Linked DNA regions of Sus scrofa: region 2 is linked to region 1. A link is a contact called in public Hi-C data. All regions are on one chromosome and are shown on one strand. Each heading gives the region's core, a stretch centred on a gene start, on an enhancer-like site or on the middle of the called end of the contact. The rest is flanking DNA. Distances are from core to core; before and after follow the strand shown. Region 1 holds the start of CACNB3 (voltage-dependent L-type calcium channel subunit beta-3). Region 2 has its middle 14 kb from the start of CCDC65.

The links. A called contact is a pair of places that touch in the nucleus more often than the background predicts.
Region 2: a Hi-C map of liver shows a contact between it and region 1, with 2.3 times the contacts expected there. The contact joins the enhancer-like site here to the promoter of CACNB3 in region 1. A contact is called at or near these places in 5 of 47 Hi-C or Micro-C datasets (embryonic fibroblasts, epiblast stem cells, heart right ventricle and 2 more).

Annotation. Positions count from the first base shown.
Region 1 is chr5:14,872,104-14,879,200 of Sscrofa11.1, reverse strand. CACNB3 (voltage-dependent L-type calcium channel subunit beta-3) reads right to left here and starts at 3,677. Exons shown (of 13, transcript XM_021091589.1): 1 at 3,448-3,677. The coding sequence starts at 3,489.
Region 2 is chr5:14,932,714-14,939,810 of Sscrofa11.1, reverse strand. No RefSeq gene overlaps it. Among named protein-coding and RNA genes, the nearest start is that of CCDC65, 14 kb to the left of the region's middle. Within about 2 kb of position 3,885, at least 31 of the 83 cell types and tissues checked have an H3K27ac peak or open chromatin away from gene starts, as enhancers often do. A contact at or near this core is called in epiblast stem cells and liver, where this site is marked.

The sequences.
Region 1 (7,097 bases), core at 2,428-4,927:
CACCCCAACTTCCCCACCCCCACCCTCCCCGTAGGCACTCACCGCCTCCGAGTCCTCAAACCCGGGCACGTAGGAGTCGTCATACATGGGGGAGTCCGGATGGGGGGGGAAGGAGCGGCGCCGGGGGCGGGAGCGGCCCGGAGGCAGGGGTGAGGACAGCGGGCCGCGCCCGGGAGATGCCACCGAGCCCCGCAGCCCTGCGGGCGGCGGCGGAGGAGAGCGGGAGCACGCAGGAGGGAGCGAGCCGCGAAGACCAGCTGCTCCGAGCTCAAATCACCGCTTCCCCCCACCCCACCCCCCCAAACCCTGCCGATCCCACCCCGAGCGCCGCCGAGGAATCTGGCGCCGGCTCCTACAACAATAGTGCCCGCCCACCTGACCCCCCCTCCCTGGGAGCGGGCGGGGGTGGCGGCGGGGGGCGCCGGCCACTGGGGAGCCCGAGAGCCGGCGGGCAGAGGGTTGCCCGCAGGAGCTGGCCAGAAGGTGGGTCCCCTAGCACTTGCGGGGCAGAGGGGCGGCAGGGAGGAAGGGGAGGAGAGACTGCGGGCGGGGCGGATCCAGCCTTGCAGGAGGCGGGGCGAGGAGAGATGCGGAGACAGAGACGCTCGGCAACCCAGGAAATACTCCGCCGGGAAACAAAGGGCTGGGGCGGGGGAGGGGAGGCTGCGCCGAGACGGCAGGGAAGCCGAGACCCCGGCGAGAAAGGAGAGGGCGCCGGCTACCGGGCGGTGGGAAACGGAGAAGGGAGGAGGAGAGGCACAGGGAGGAAGTGGGGAGGCAGGAGCCTGGGGAGACGGAGGGAGACGGAGGGAGACGGAGGAGGCGGGGCGGGGGCGGGCGGCGGGCGGGGGAGGGGCGGCAGGTGAGAGGGCGGTGTGTCTGGGCCCTGGCGGCCCGGGAGACTCCAAAAGCAAACCCAGCAGTGGCACCGGGAAGGAATGGGCTTAGCGACCCCAGGCCGTGGCAAGAAAGTAGCCTTTCCCCACCCCAGGCGCTCGGCCCTCTCCGTGTTGGGACTTTGGCAGCAAAGGGCCTCGATGCCCAAGCGGTGCGAAGGGGGAGGTTTGGGGTCCCGCCGCCCCACACCTGTTGCGCGGGCAGATCTCATCCTCGTCTGGCCAGGATGGGGGTTCCCTTCCTCACTTCCCTGCCAAGGGCTGTGCGGGGCGTTGCCAAGGCATCCGTGGGAACTGGGGTAGGGAGGGGCTGTTTTAGGCGAGCCTAAAGGGAGAGGGAAGAAACCTGAGAGCAGAGGTAAGGGGATGGCTGGGGCTGGGGCGGAAGGTGGGGTCCGGGGCACGTTTCCCCCTTCAGAGTCACTAGTGTGAGGCCAGATCCCCTCCTTGGCAAGAGGATGGAGGTGGGGTGGGATGGCCAGTATCCTGCTTGGAGCCGCTTAACCAGGCAGTCGCCTTCAAAAGGGCACTAAGATTTGAGGTTAGAACTGAGCAGCAGTCCTTATCTTCAGGAAACTTCCTCAAAGTTCCACCCATTTGAGTTCCTTCCTGTTTTTTTTTTTTTTTTTATCTCCTGAACAAAATTATCCCCTTGAATTTTGATTGCCTACCTACTCTCCTCCACCCCATCCTCACCCCCAGGGATGCGCCAGGGAAGATTACTAGAAAGCTTCAGAAGCTCAGTCCTTCTCCTTTTCCACTGTCTCACACCCAGGGGGGTGAATCAGAAATCTGCTCACGCCTTCACCTTCCTGGGCTACCGGGGAATTAGAAAACCAAAACTCTGACAGGGTTGATGAGACCCATGATGGGAAGCATTGTGCCTTCGCGAGAGAGGAAGACCCCGCCCCCCAAAAAAAGAAGCCCCAACTGGCTTCTCACTATGTCACTTGTTCACGTTCCCTTAGCAAGAAAAAGAGGAGCCTCATCTTAAGACATCTTTAGTCTGCTTTAGTCTGTCCACACCCTGTAAGTGGTGCAGTCCAGCCCTGCCCAGCATCTTCCTCCTGCTGGATTTGGCAAACAACTTTGTTAGAGCCCCCATGGCTCCCTGTTGGGGGGAGGGGGGCAGTCTGCTTTCCCAGGTCCTTCTCCTGAGTCCAGCACCATTTGGGGGCTGGTTTTCTGTTGGATTCTTCCCAGACACTGTCTTCTCACTTTGTGCCCTCTCCCAGTTCCTTGGTATTTATCTCCTCTTTTATTCTGTCTCTTCAATCCCTTCTGTCCTTCCAGAGGGGCAAAGGGAGGCATGAAATGTAAAAGAGTAAGACCCTCAAGGTGCTCTCTCCTGGGAGATGACTCCGATGAAGAAGACAGCTTCTCGGGCATCCGCTTCTCTCCCCAGCCCTGAGTGTACTCTCCTAGCCTCTCCTTTTGGGACTCTCCCCACCACCAGAGTGTCCTCGGGACCGTAGGTAACAGTGGATCTACCATCAACCTCCCTCCTTCCTCCCACACCTTGTTGTCTCCATCCTCATCTGGGACAGTGGTGTCGAAGTCTGCCCACAAAGAAGCAGGAATTGCCATGCCAACCACCCCCAGGAGATGTGTTCACGTTCCTCATACCTGCGTCCAATCCCCTGGGTCCTACGGGGAGCTTCAGAGCCTCTCTCCCTGTTCCCTTCTCTCTGATTTGCTACTCACTGCCCCCTTCCAGTTCATACCTCACCGACACCTGCCTGCTCTAGTTCTCATGCCAGCCTAGTGACTCCTGTCCTGTAACACGACATATGCCTGTCTCTTATCCATGTGGTCCCTAACCCCTTTTCTTTTCCCTGGCTGAGCACAGAGAGAGAGAGAGAGAGAGAGAGAGAGAGAGAGAGCGCGCGCGAGAGCGAGCTGAGGTGAGGGGGTAAAAAGTATTCAAGGAGCGGATTTCTTCTGTCCTCTTTCTTTGAGAGTCCTTAGACTGGCAGCAGGCAGGTACCCAGGCATGGAAGCAGGACATGGGGGTGGGAGAGCCCGAACAACCAGGTTTGGGAGTTGGAATTCTTGAGAGCCTCTAGAATACATTCTAGTTTCTCCTATAAGCACACCAGGAAGCTGGGCAGATCCCAATCCCTGAACACTGAATGGGGAAACTGAGGCAGGATCTAGGGCCCCTTGGAAGTCCTCCCCAGCAGTCTTTAAGATCTGGACAAAGCCAAAGCCTCTAGCATTCTAGCTGCTGGCTGCTCCAGGGAACCCAGGGAGGGGCACCAGGGGAGCTTGCAGCAGAGGCACCCCACCCCCGCCCCCATCCTCATATCTAGCCCCTTTTCTGGCTCCCCAGGCAGTCCACCCATCCCATCCCAGTCCCAGTGGTTAGAAGCTGCCAGCTCTGGCCCTGGCGGATCCCTCCTTTCCTGCTCCCTCCTTCTACCCTTAGCCTCACCTACTGGCCCTCCCTCCCTCCCCACCATCCCTGCAGTCTCCCCCTCGTGCGGGCCCTCTTCCTAGCTGGGAGTGGGGCTCTCCTGCTACCCACTGGGGTCGGGGCCCCCGCGTTTACCTCATTCAGCAGGAAGGTTGCACTGGAGTCAGAAAAAGACATAGACCGGGCTGGCGGCCTCTCCCCCTCCCCGGGCCAGGGGCTCCGAGGCGGGAGCAGGACCCGGCCGCTGCTCTGCACACTGGCTCCCGCCTGCACGCTGGCCTCGCCCCACGCCCGCCCGGCTCCAACGCCTGCTCTCTTCCCTCTCTCCAGGTTCCCTCCCCTTTCCCTCCTCCCTCCTTCCCACCCTCCCTCCCTCCCTCCCTCTCTCCTCCTTTCTCGCCGCCTCTGTCACTCCCTCCCCTGTCGCCTTTCGGTCCTTCTCTCTCCATTTCCGTCTCTTCTCCTTCTACAGTCTCTGTTCTGTTTATCTGGGTGCCTCCCACTGTCCTTCCATCCGATATCTCGCCGTCCTTCTCCGACACCCCCACCCCGGCTTCTTCCTCAAACCCCTCCCCAGAAAAGGTAGGGACTCGGGAGCTCCTACAGCCGCAGGCAGAAGGGCGGGAGCAGCTAAACGGCTGCGGGGACTCCGGAGCCGAGGCGGAGGTTCCGCTCCCTCCCGGCCCCTGCTCCCTGCGCCCGGAGCCCATCCTCCAGCGCCGGAGGAAGAAAGGCGCCGCGGTCCCAGCGACGGCTTCGACGCATCCTCAGCAGAGGCATGGATCGACAAGGATGGATGCTCGTGCATAGCTCGCTTGCCCCGGTGTCCAGCGCCCCCTCTGGGTCCTGGGGGAGCCACGTCCGTCCACCCGTCCCAGGCCCAGACCCGGTGGCTCCTTCAGGATTGAATTGGGATGCCCCCGGCGCCTGGGGACTGTCTACTGTCACTCCCCTCTCCAGGGTCCTGGGGCCGCGGGGCTCGGCCTGCAGAGGCCACGGGCGAGACGAGGCCCGCCGAGGCAAGGTGCTCCTCCTCCCCGACCCGCCGCAGCGCCCCCTGGGCTCACTCGCTGGCGGCCGCACCAACCCTCCCGTTGGCGGCCCCTGTCCCGGGGTCCCATTTGTTGCCCGGCAGGGGTCTGGCCCTGCCAGCAGGAGGCGCTGCCCTGGCCAGAGCGGAGGCGACGCAACTCGGAGCCAGACCTCCGCCGAAGCCTAGGACGAACCCCTCTCCCACTCCTCTTTCCAGGACCTTCGCTCCCACCTCCAGGCCCCCTGCACTCCAGGCTGCACTTGATTCCCATCCCCGTGGGGTTCCTTTAAGATCTTTGGCCCTTCGGGGGCCCTAGACCCCTCCTACCTCCATCCTCGGCTCCAGGGGCGCCCCGCTGAGCCTGACACCGTCCCGGCCGGGCCTGGGTAGCAGGGAGTACAGAGTCGCGGGACCGTTCCTCGGGTCAGTACCCCCTCCCGCCCCCTTCGGCGGGCACGTCAAATAGGACAAGCCCAAGTTCTGACGGGGGAAGGGGTGTAGCCCCAGCCAGCCCTCTGCCTGCACCCTTCTGAGCGGATCAGCTTCTCATTGGTCCCTCCACACCCCAAACACCTCCAGGCTGGGACTCTTCTCCATACCAAAGACCGCGGCTGGAGCGAGGATCAGCCGACCCCCTTGCGGAGACAGGCTCACCCTGAAACGAAATGACGGGTCCCCAACATCCCCCTCGGCATCAGAACTCTTCCCTTTCAGACCGGGGGCGTCCCACTGTCCTCCCTGGCCCTTCTTTTAACTCCTTTCCCCTAGGGGTTCCCGGAACACCCCCCCCAACCCTCCCACCCCTGGGCATCCTGGAAGGCTTCCCTCCCTCCGTTCAGCGGACCCTGCCCTTGCCCCTTTTCCAGAGGGAGCTAAGTCGATGCTCACTCCACCCGCCCGCGCCCACCCCGCCCCGCGCAACTCCTCCTCGGGCTTCCCCTGGCAAGTGCTTTGGGAGGGCACCTTCTCCTCTGTCTCTGTGCTCTAACCCAGCGAGTCCGCGGATCCCCCACCACCCACCTACCCTCAAATTACTCAGCTTCAGCTCTGCAGAGGAGATAAAGCCCTCGTGTGTGTGTTATAAACATGCGCAGGGAGGTTTTTATTTGTTGTTTCATTTGGGCTCTAATAGAGCGAACAGAAGCTTTGCCTTTCAATTGGCACAAGGACCTGGAGGCAGAAAGGCCCCTCCCTACACCCCCGCTGACCACGGCTAATGGACTAGCTCCTTCGGGCCTTGGGGCAGCTTAAATTTCCATAGGAGAAGTGGGGGGTGGGGGTGCCGGCCAGGGCAAGGAATTGTCCCCGGCTTCCCTCTCCCCCCTCCCTCCCTCCCTTCCCTCTCCCTCCCCCCTCCCCCCCTTCAAGAATCGACAGCCTAGAACACCGTCTTTTCTCCCCTCTTTAAAATGGAAATAGCAATGACTTCTCTCTGAGCCTAGCAGAGGGAAGCTGGGTGCAGAGGGGCAGCTCTGCCTCCTTCCTTTTTCTCATTTCCACTCCAGCTGCTGGAGCACACACCCCTCTCTCTTCTGCCCCAGAGAGAAGGTAGGAACCTCAGAGCTGGAGCCGGGAGCCCAGCCCCCAAGGCCCCAGAGCTGTCCTCTCTGAGCCCCCTCCGCATGAAACAACTGGCAGGAAATATTCTTCTCTGGACCCACATGGGGCCTCACTTTACCTCCCCCCCCTCGGTCCCCCCATCTCTGGCCCTGACTTCACAGTACCGGGCACCCTGCTAAGGGGAATCTTGAACCTGGATGTCCTCCTGTGAGCCACGCCTTAGCTCCAGCATACTGTCCCAGTGGCCATCGTCCCTGTCCCTTCTCCCTGGGGTCAGCTCACCTCTTCTCTGACCTCCCAGGTTGTCAGGACCTCAGGCTATTTGGCAGGGCCTCTGCTCACCCTTCTTTGTGCAGACACAGCTCTGCACAGAAGGTTGCCCTACTGATCTGGAGTTGGATTTCAGTTCCCACTTGCCCTCCTCAGCAAGGCATAACCCACACAACTGTACTTAGTGGCCCTGGCATTTGAAGCATCTGTGTACCACAAAGGACAGGGAACAGAGATGGCCACGTCCATCCTTTTGTATCAGCTCTCCCGAGGGCTTCTGAGAAAGCTCTGTGGAAGTAGTTTCCACAGGGAATCCCCATGGCCAACCCCAGATATTATTCTGGGGAAGTTCCTCTAACATCAAACCTCAGTCCCTCCTGCTGCAGTCTCTGTCTTCTTTTCCTAGGCTCCGCCTCTGAGCCCATGGTGATATTTGATGCTTTCAGGCCCTTTCAGGTTCCATCCTCTGACGCAGCACTTGCTATAAATGTCTAGTTTCTTGCTGACAGGGCCCAGCATGACAGCACCTGCCTTCCCACACCAGACCGCTCTAGAGGGACTGGGCTCTCAGCTAGGACTCTAAGACCTAACTTTTGTCCGGTCCACTCTGGGGCAAGCAGTGTGACTGCTCTGTGGATTTGGGGGGGGGGTCCTCTTTTTCATACCTGGGAAGGAAGGAAGGTGAGAGGGCTGAGGCACTTGGATCTCATTCTCTTGCCACCTACGGTCTGGCTCAGCCTAGCACATAGCAGGCACTTGGCATATGTTTTTGTTTGTTTGTTGCTTTTTTCTTTCTTTCTTTTTTTAAGCGCCTCATCAGCGGCATGTAGAAGTTCCCGGGCTAGGGGTCAAATCAAACAGAGCTGCAGCTGCCGGCCTACGCCCCAGCCACAGCAACGTGGGATCCAACCACACAGCTCAC
Region 2 (7,097 bases), core at 2,636-5,135, 60 kb before region 1:
AGAGCTGAAGAAGTATCTGGAGCTGGCCAGGCAAAGACCTGAGGAACAACTTTTTTTTTTGCTTTTTAGGGCAGCACCCACAGCATATGGAAGTTCCCAGGCTAGGGGTCGAATTGGAACTGTAGCCACTGGCCTACACCACAGCCACAAAAATGCCCGATCCGAGCCGCGTCTATGACCTACACCACAGCTGATGGCAATGCCAGATCCTTAACCCACTGATCGAGGCCAGGGGTCGCACCTGCGTCCTCATGGGTACTAGTCAGATTCGTTTCCGCTGCGCCATGATGGGAACTCCGGAAGAACATATCAGCAGGGTGAAAAGTCCATATAAAGGCCCTGAGGAGAGAAAACAGCAAACCTGAGACGCAGACAGGCCTGTGGTTGGCTCGGAAATGCCAGGCAGAGAACTCATGAGAAATGGGGCTAGAGGCATAAGTGCCACATATAGGCCCTGGGGTGCAACAGAAAGCAGCGAGACAGCTGCTGCCCTCAAGGACACAGACAAGAAAGCTGGTGGTTGTGATGTGACGTGTAAGTTCAACACGGGAGTGGGCGGTGTGGGAGCATATGGGAGGAGCTTTAGTCTCAGTCTCGGGGATCAGGCCCAGGGCCCAAGATGTGAGGCTCGGTGATACATTCAGTGTAAAGCAGGATACCCTCTGCTTCTGAAAACAGCTGGAGGACAAAAGGAAAGCGAGGAATCACAAGTGTCCCTTGGTTTGGAGTTCCCATCGTGGCGCAGGGGAAACGAATCTGACTAGGAACCATGAGGTTGCGGGTTCGATTCCTGGCCTTCCTCAGTGGGTTAAGGATCCAAGGCATTGCCGTGAGCTGTGGTGTAGGTCACAGGCGTGGCTCAGATCTGGCGTTGCTATGGCTGTAGCAAAGGCCAGCAGCTGTAGCTCTGATTCGACCCCTACCTAGCCTGGGAACCACCATATGCCTCGGGGGTGGGTGTAAAAAGACAAAAAGACAAGAAAAGAAAAGCAGGTGAGCAGCGACAGTGGAAAGCTTGGCCCCTGGCTCCCTGCTGCAGGCTTAGGTGCTGAACTGGAAGAACGGGGGGATGAGACAAGGACGCAGATGTTGTAATGATTTATTGCCAGTAACTTATTTTATTCAACAAACACTCATAGAGTACTTAGTACATGCCAGGTCCTGTCCTAAACACTTTTAACAAATTTTAGGGAGTTCCCATTGTGGCGCAGCAGAAATGAATCTGACTAGGAACCATGAGGTTGCAGGTTTGATCCCTAGCCTTGCTCAGTGGGTTAAGGATCCTGAGTTGCTGTGGCTGTGGTGTAGGACGGCGGCTACAACTCCAATCAGACCCCTAGCCTGGGAACCTCCATATGCCACAGATGTGGCCCTAAAAAGCAAAAAAAAAAAAAAAAAAAAGAATTGAACCTGGGCCTCCCACATAAGACAGGCAAGGATTCTCCCATTCCAGTTCCTGGGACACTGTTAGAGCACAAGAAAGCCTGCTCCCTGGGAGGTTCCAGGATAATGGGAGGAGCCAGTCACTCACAACATTTTAGTCAAACTCTTCTTTCTTTTCTTTTCTTTTCATTTCATTTTGTTTTTTAGGGCCATACTCATGTCATATGGAAGTCCCCAGGCTAGGGGTTGAATCAGAGCTACAGCCATCCTGCCCAGACCTGCCAGTCTCAAACCTTCTTTCAGCTTTGGAAGGCTTGGTTTCTTTCTTTCTTTCTTTCTTTCTTTCTTCCTTTTTTTTTTTTTTTTTTTTTGTCTTTTTGCTATTTCTTGGGCCACTCCCGCGGCATATGGAGGTTCCCAGGCTAGGGGTCGAATCGGAGCTGTAGCCACCGGCCTACGCCAGAGCCACAGCAACGCGGGATCTGAGCCGCGTCTGCAACCTACACCACAGCTCACGGCAACGCCAGATCATTAACCCACTGAGCAAGGGCAGGGATGGAACCCGCAACCTCATGGTTCCTAGTCGGATTCCTTAACCACTGCGCCATGACGGGAACTCCAAGGTTTGGTTTCTTAATGCTTCTTCACCCTGGGCCCCTTTCTCCAGAAACATCCCCTTTGGTCAGCACTCAGAATGTAGCCTGATTTATGAATTATCACCTCCCCTCCTCAGCCACTTCAGTGACTAGGATATGGGTCCCGCAGGATGATGGAGGAGAAAGTGAGAAAAGAACGCTACTTCTTTCCCCCCAGTATAACTGGGGATATGTTTCTCCAGGAACAACACTTTAAATGACAGCTGGGGCCTCAGGCTAGTCCTGAACCAGTTGTACCATTGTCAGCTGCATTCTGGGTCAAGTGGCCTTTCTAGAGCCATTTAATACCTTTTCTCTGGGGAAAAAAAAAATGTTTGGGTTCCAAACAACCAAGTTATATATAAACTCTTTAGAAAACTAGCTTGCAGATTGGGAGCTGCTTCTAAGAAGTATTTAGGTAACACCGAGTGGGAGAGTGAAGGGACAAGAACAGAGTGGGCTTGTTCAGAAAAGTTTCCAAGAGTTTTTTTTTTTTTTTTTTTTTCAGAGCCGTATCCGCAGCATATGCAAGTTCCCAGGCTAGGGGAGCTACAGCTGCTGGCCTACACCACAGCCACAGCAACGCGGGATCGAGCCAGGTCTATGACCTGCGCCACAGCTCACGGCAGCACAACACAACTCTAGATGATCCCTAACCCACTGAGCAAGGCCAGGGATCGAGGCCTTGTCTTCAGAGATACTAGTTGGATTCGTTTCCGCTGCGCAACATCAGGAACTCCTCCAGGAGGTTTTTGAAGCAAAGGCGTCTAAAGTGGGAAGCCAGGAGTTTCCGCTGTGGCTCAGTGGTAAAGAACCCGATTAGTGTCCATGAGGATGTAGGTTCCATCCCAGGCCTCACTCGGTGGGTCGGGCATCCACTGCTCAGATCTGGCGTGGCTGTGGCTGTGACATAGGGCAGTAGCTGCAGCTCCGATTTGACCCCTAGCCTGGGAACTTCCATATGCCATGGGTGCGGCCCTAAAACAAAGACAAAAACAAAAATGAAGAAGTAAATAAATAAAATAAAATGGGAAGGCACACAGGCTTTAGAACCAGACAAACATGGGTTCAGATCCCAGTCTGGGAGTTCCCCTCGTGGCTCAGTGGTTAATGAACCCGACTAGGAACAATGAGGTTGTGGATTCCATCCCTGGCCTTGCTCAGTGGGTTAAGGATCCGACGTTGCTGTGAGCTGGGTGTAGATCGCAGATGCGGCTTGGATCCCGCGTTGCTGCGGCTGTGGTGTAGGCCAGCAGCTGTAGCTTGAATTCAACCCCTAGCCTGGGAACCTCCGTATGCTGCAGGTGCAGCCCTAAAAAGACAAAAAATAAAATAAAATTCCCAGCCTGGCCACTTCCTGACTGTGAAGCTTCTGGCTTTTCCTAACTTCCCCTCAGGTTCATCTCTCTGGGAAAGGAAGACAGTCACTTCTCCCTGCAGAGCTGCCTGGCACCATGAGCAGTGAGGAAGGTAGGGATTGTAACGTTTTCAAAATGTGGGTCTTTCCCCTGGGCCAGATTCACGACCTTTGAAGCTCCTGACCCCAATATGCAGCTCCCCACCCATGCGGGAGCCCGAGCAGATTCCAGAGCCCGGTCCCCTACCTTCCCTGAAGACACAGCCCAAAGGCTGGAGGTGAAAAGGTGGCTCCAGAGGGGAGCTAGGGGACCATGGCTTGGCGGGGCTGAGTGTCCCCAAAGACAGGTGCCCCAGTGCATACTTTTCTGTAGAGGGGAGTGTCTGTGGCTCTGCTGACTGTGACAATATATGCCCCCGTTCTGCCTGTCAGTGAGACACAGGAGATCCCCCTCGGTCTCTCAGGCTCCATTACTCAGCTCTGCGCAGTCCCTTATCGCTTCGCTGTCTGCCCTCTGGCCTCTTCTCTTTGTTTACCAACTTGGCTGGCTTTCTCCTCTGGGAACAAAGGAGGTGTTCAGTTCTGGGCCGTGCCTGGCTCCAGCTACCCGGCCCCACTCCCTTCCTCTCTCCGGGAGCGATGCCCCCCTGTCTTGGGCAAGACCCCTTGGTTCTGAGAGGCCCCTTCCCACAGTTCCAGGGAGAGGGGAGGCTGAACTTCTTGATTGGCACCCCCTTTTTCTCACCCTCTGGCCCCCACTCCAGCCCCTGCGAGGCCCCTGAAGCTTCACTGGTCTAGGCTGGAGGCTGCTCCTCTCCCCATTGTCTGGCCAGGATTTGGAAGCTCTGGTTTCCATAGCAACCCCTGGGCATTTAATTAAGGGAGGAGGCCTTCATCTCTTCTAGTCTGGGCAGTTCCAAATCTCTCCCCGAAAAAGGATACCCTGAGGGGTGAGGGAAAAGCATTGTCCTTTAATAGAGCACAATTCGGGCTTCTCCACAGAGCCCATTATAGCTTTCCCGGCCCATCCCCTCACACCTGCCAGCCCTCTCCCCACCTCACACCCGAGCAGGCTTGGGAGACCTCTCAAACCAGCCAGGACAAAGCTCAGGTCCCAGAATAGCAGGGGTTCGGGGTGGGGAACAGGCAATCCGTGGAAACCATCTCCTTCCCCATATATTCTTTGCTTTGCTTACTGGACTGTTGGATTGGAGGTGGGGGAGGGGGGACGTAATTCAACACTGGCCCTACTATCCAATTGCTTTATCAAGAATGGGACTAGGGGCTCTTCAACCCCCCTGAAATTGAGTGTAAGATGTATATAAGCTCATTACAAGCCTTTTTCCTGGCCGCTTGGCTTTCACCAGATCTGCAAAAAGGCTTTGCGAGCTCAAAAAAAGGTCCCTAGATCTGCCACTTGCCAGCTGTAGAATTTAGGCAAATTCCTTAACCTCTCTGTGCAGAAGTCCTCATCTGTAAAGCAAGGATTATAATTTTTTTTTTTTTTTTTTGTCTTTTTAGGGCCGCACCCACGGCATATGGAAGTTCCCAGGCTAAGGGTCGAATTGGAGCTACAGCTGCCGTCCTACGCCACAGCCACAGCAATGCCAGATCCGAGCTGTGTCTGTGACCTACACCACAGCTCACGGCAACGCCGGATCCTTGACCCACTGAGCGAGGCCAGGGATCGAATCCTCAACCTCATGGTTCCCAGTCAGATTCATTTCCGCTGCACCACAACGGGAACTCCGCAAGGATTATAATTCTTATTTTGCAAGATTGTTGCTATCTGCTGAGCACTTGGTGAGGGCTTATTTTTACTCTGAGAGGGGCTGACTGGAGGACCCTACCGCTTTTTCATTCCACACCCACAGCCTCTCAAGGTGACAGGTCCGCCCTCTCGGTAGGAGGCTTTCCCCGCCTCCTCCCTCCTTCCCCTCCGCCCCACCCCAGGCTGCTGGAAAGCGCTCCAGACTCTGATCGGAAGCCGGCAGCTTTCAAGAACCTCGTCATGAGGTGGAATTTCCAAGCTCCGGTCACCGAGTTATCCCAGTTCCTGAAATTCCTGACTCGGATTTCTCAACTGTTGCCATGACCACTTTTTCCCATTTCTGGTTAGGCTGGTTTGTGTGTGTGTATGTTTCCTTTTCACTGTATTTTTAGACTTCGGAAAAAATAAACACAGTTCACACACCGGCACCTTCCTGATCTTGCGGTTCTTCCCAGGAATGGGGGTGGCGCATTTCTTTCCGTGACCTTTCTTCTGCCCCCCACCCCCCATCCTAGACTTATCCCACCCGTCTCTCATCACTGCCTCTCCTGGTCCCCCTGCCCGGAGATACTGTGATGCAATTTTGAATTGCATGCGTCTCAGGGTCTTTCATCCTTTTAATACTTTTTTCTTGTTTCCCTCCTGGAAACTTCCCCTACTGTGGCATTTTTTCCCCCTCCCGTCGGAAGAGGCTACTCTAGAAGTTCCCATCGTGGCTCAGTGGTACTAGTCAGATACTAGTCTGATACTAGTCAGAACCCCACTAGTATCCATGAGGATGTGGGTTTGATCCCTGGCCTCGCTCTGTGTGTTTAGGATCCAACGTTGCCTGGAGCTGTGGTGTAGGTCCCAGACTCGGCTTGGATCCTGCATTGCTGTGGCTGTGGTGTAGGCCAGCAGCTCTAGCTTGGATTCAACCCCTAGCTTGGGAACTTCCAAAGGCTGTGGGTGCAGCCCTAAAGAGACAAGAGAAAAAAAAAAGTCACTCTATGTCTGCAGTTCTTGGCTTGTCCCACTGTGAGAGCACCCTGACCCAAAGGAGGATCTGGAAAGTCAGATAAACCTAGGAACCTGCACCAATTATGTTTAGGCTTCATCATCAATAAAATAGCATTTACCTAATAGAGTTGTAGAGAGGCTAAATGACATCATGCAGGGGAAGCACTGGGCACAGGGCCTTGCAGGTGGTAAGGGCCTGGGTAATGGAGCTGTTAGTCACTGGACCTGAGGGTCCTCCCGGACATAGGGCTATTTCTCAGCCCTCTTCCGTTCAGCTCCATCTACATACCAGAGTCCTGGAGCTGGACTTGGACTGCCAGTGTCTAAAGACACAAGTGATAAAGGGAGCCAGCAAAGGAGAGATGTGGGAAGGGCTGAGAAATAGAAATTTTTTTTTTTTTTTGTCTTTTTAGGGCCACACCTGCAGCATATGGAAGTTTCCAGGCTAGGGGTCAAATCAGAGCTGCAAATGCCAACCTACACCAGAGCTACAGCTGCGCCAGATCTGAGCTATGTCTGTGACCTACACCACAGCTCACGGCAACACCGGATCTGCAACCCACTGAGCGAGGCCAGGGATCAAACCCGCAACCTCATGGTTCCTAGTCAGATTTGTTTCTAATGTTTCTAATGTGCCATGGTGGGAGCTCCACCCTCTTGCCCTTCTTGATTGTACCCACTGGCACCTTTTCATCCCTTAGTGTCATCTGCCTGGAGAGATCACCTCGAATGAAGTAGCCACTTGACTGCTCCCTTTCGTGTTCTCTGACATTTGTCAGTATGATATTTTTCTGGCTAATTTTTTTTTGGGGGGGTCTTTTTAGGGCCACATCCGCAGCCTATGGAGGTTCCCAGGCTAGGGGTCAAATCAGAGCTGTGGCTGCTGACTACACCACAGCCACAGCCACAGCAGCACTAGATCTGAGTGGCATCTGTGAACTACACCACTGTT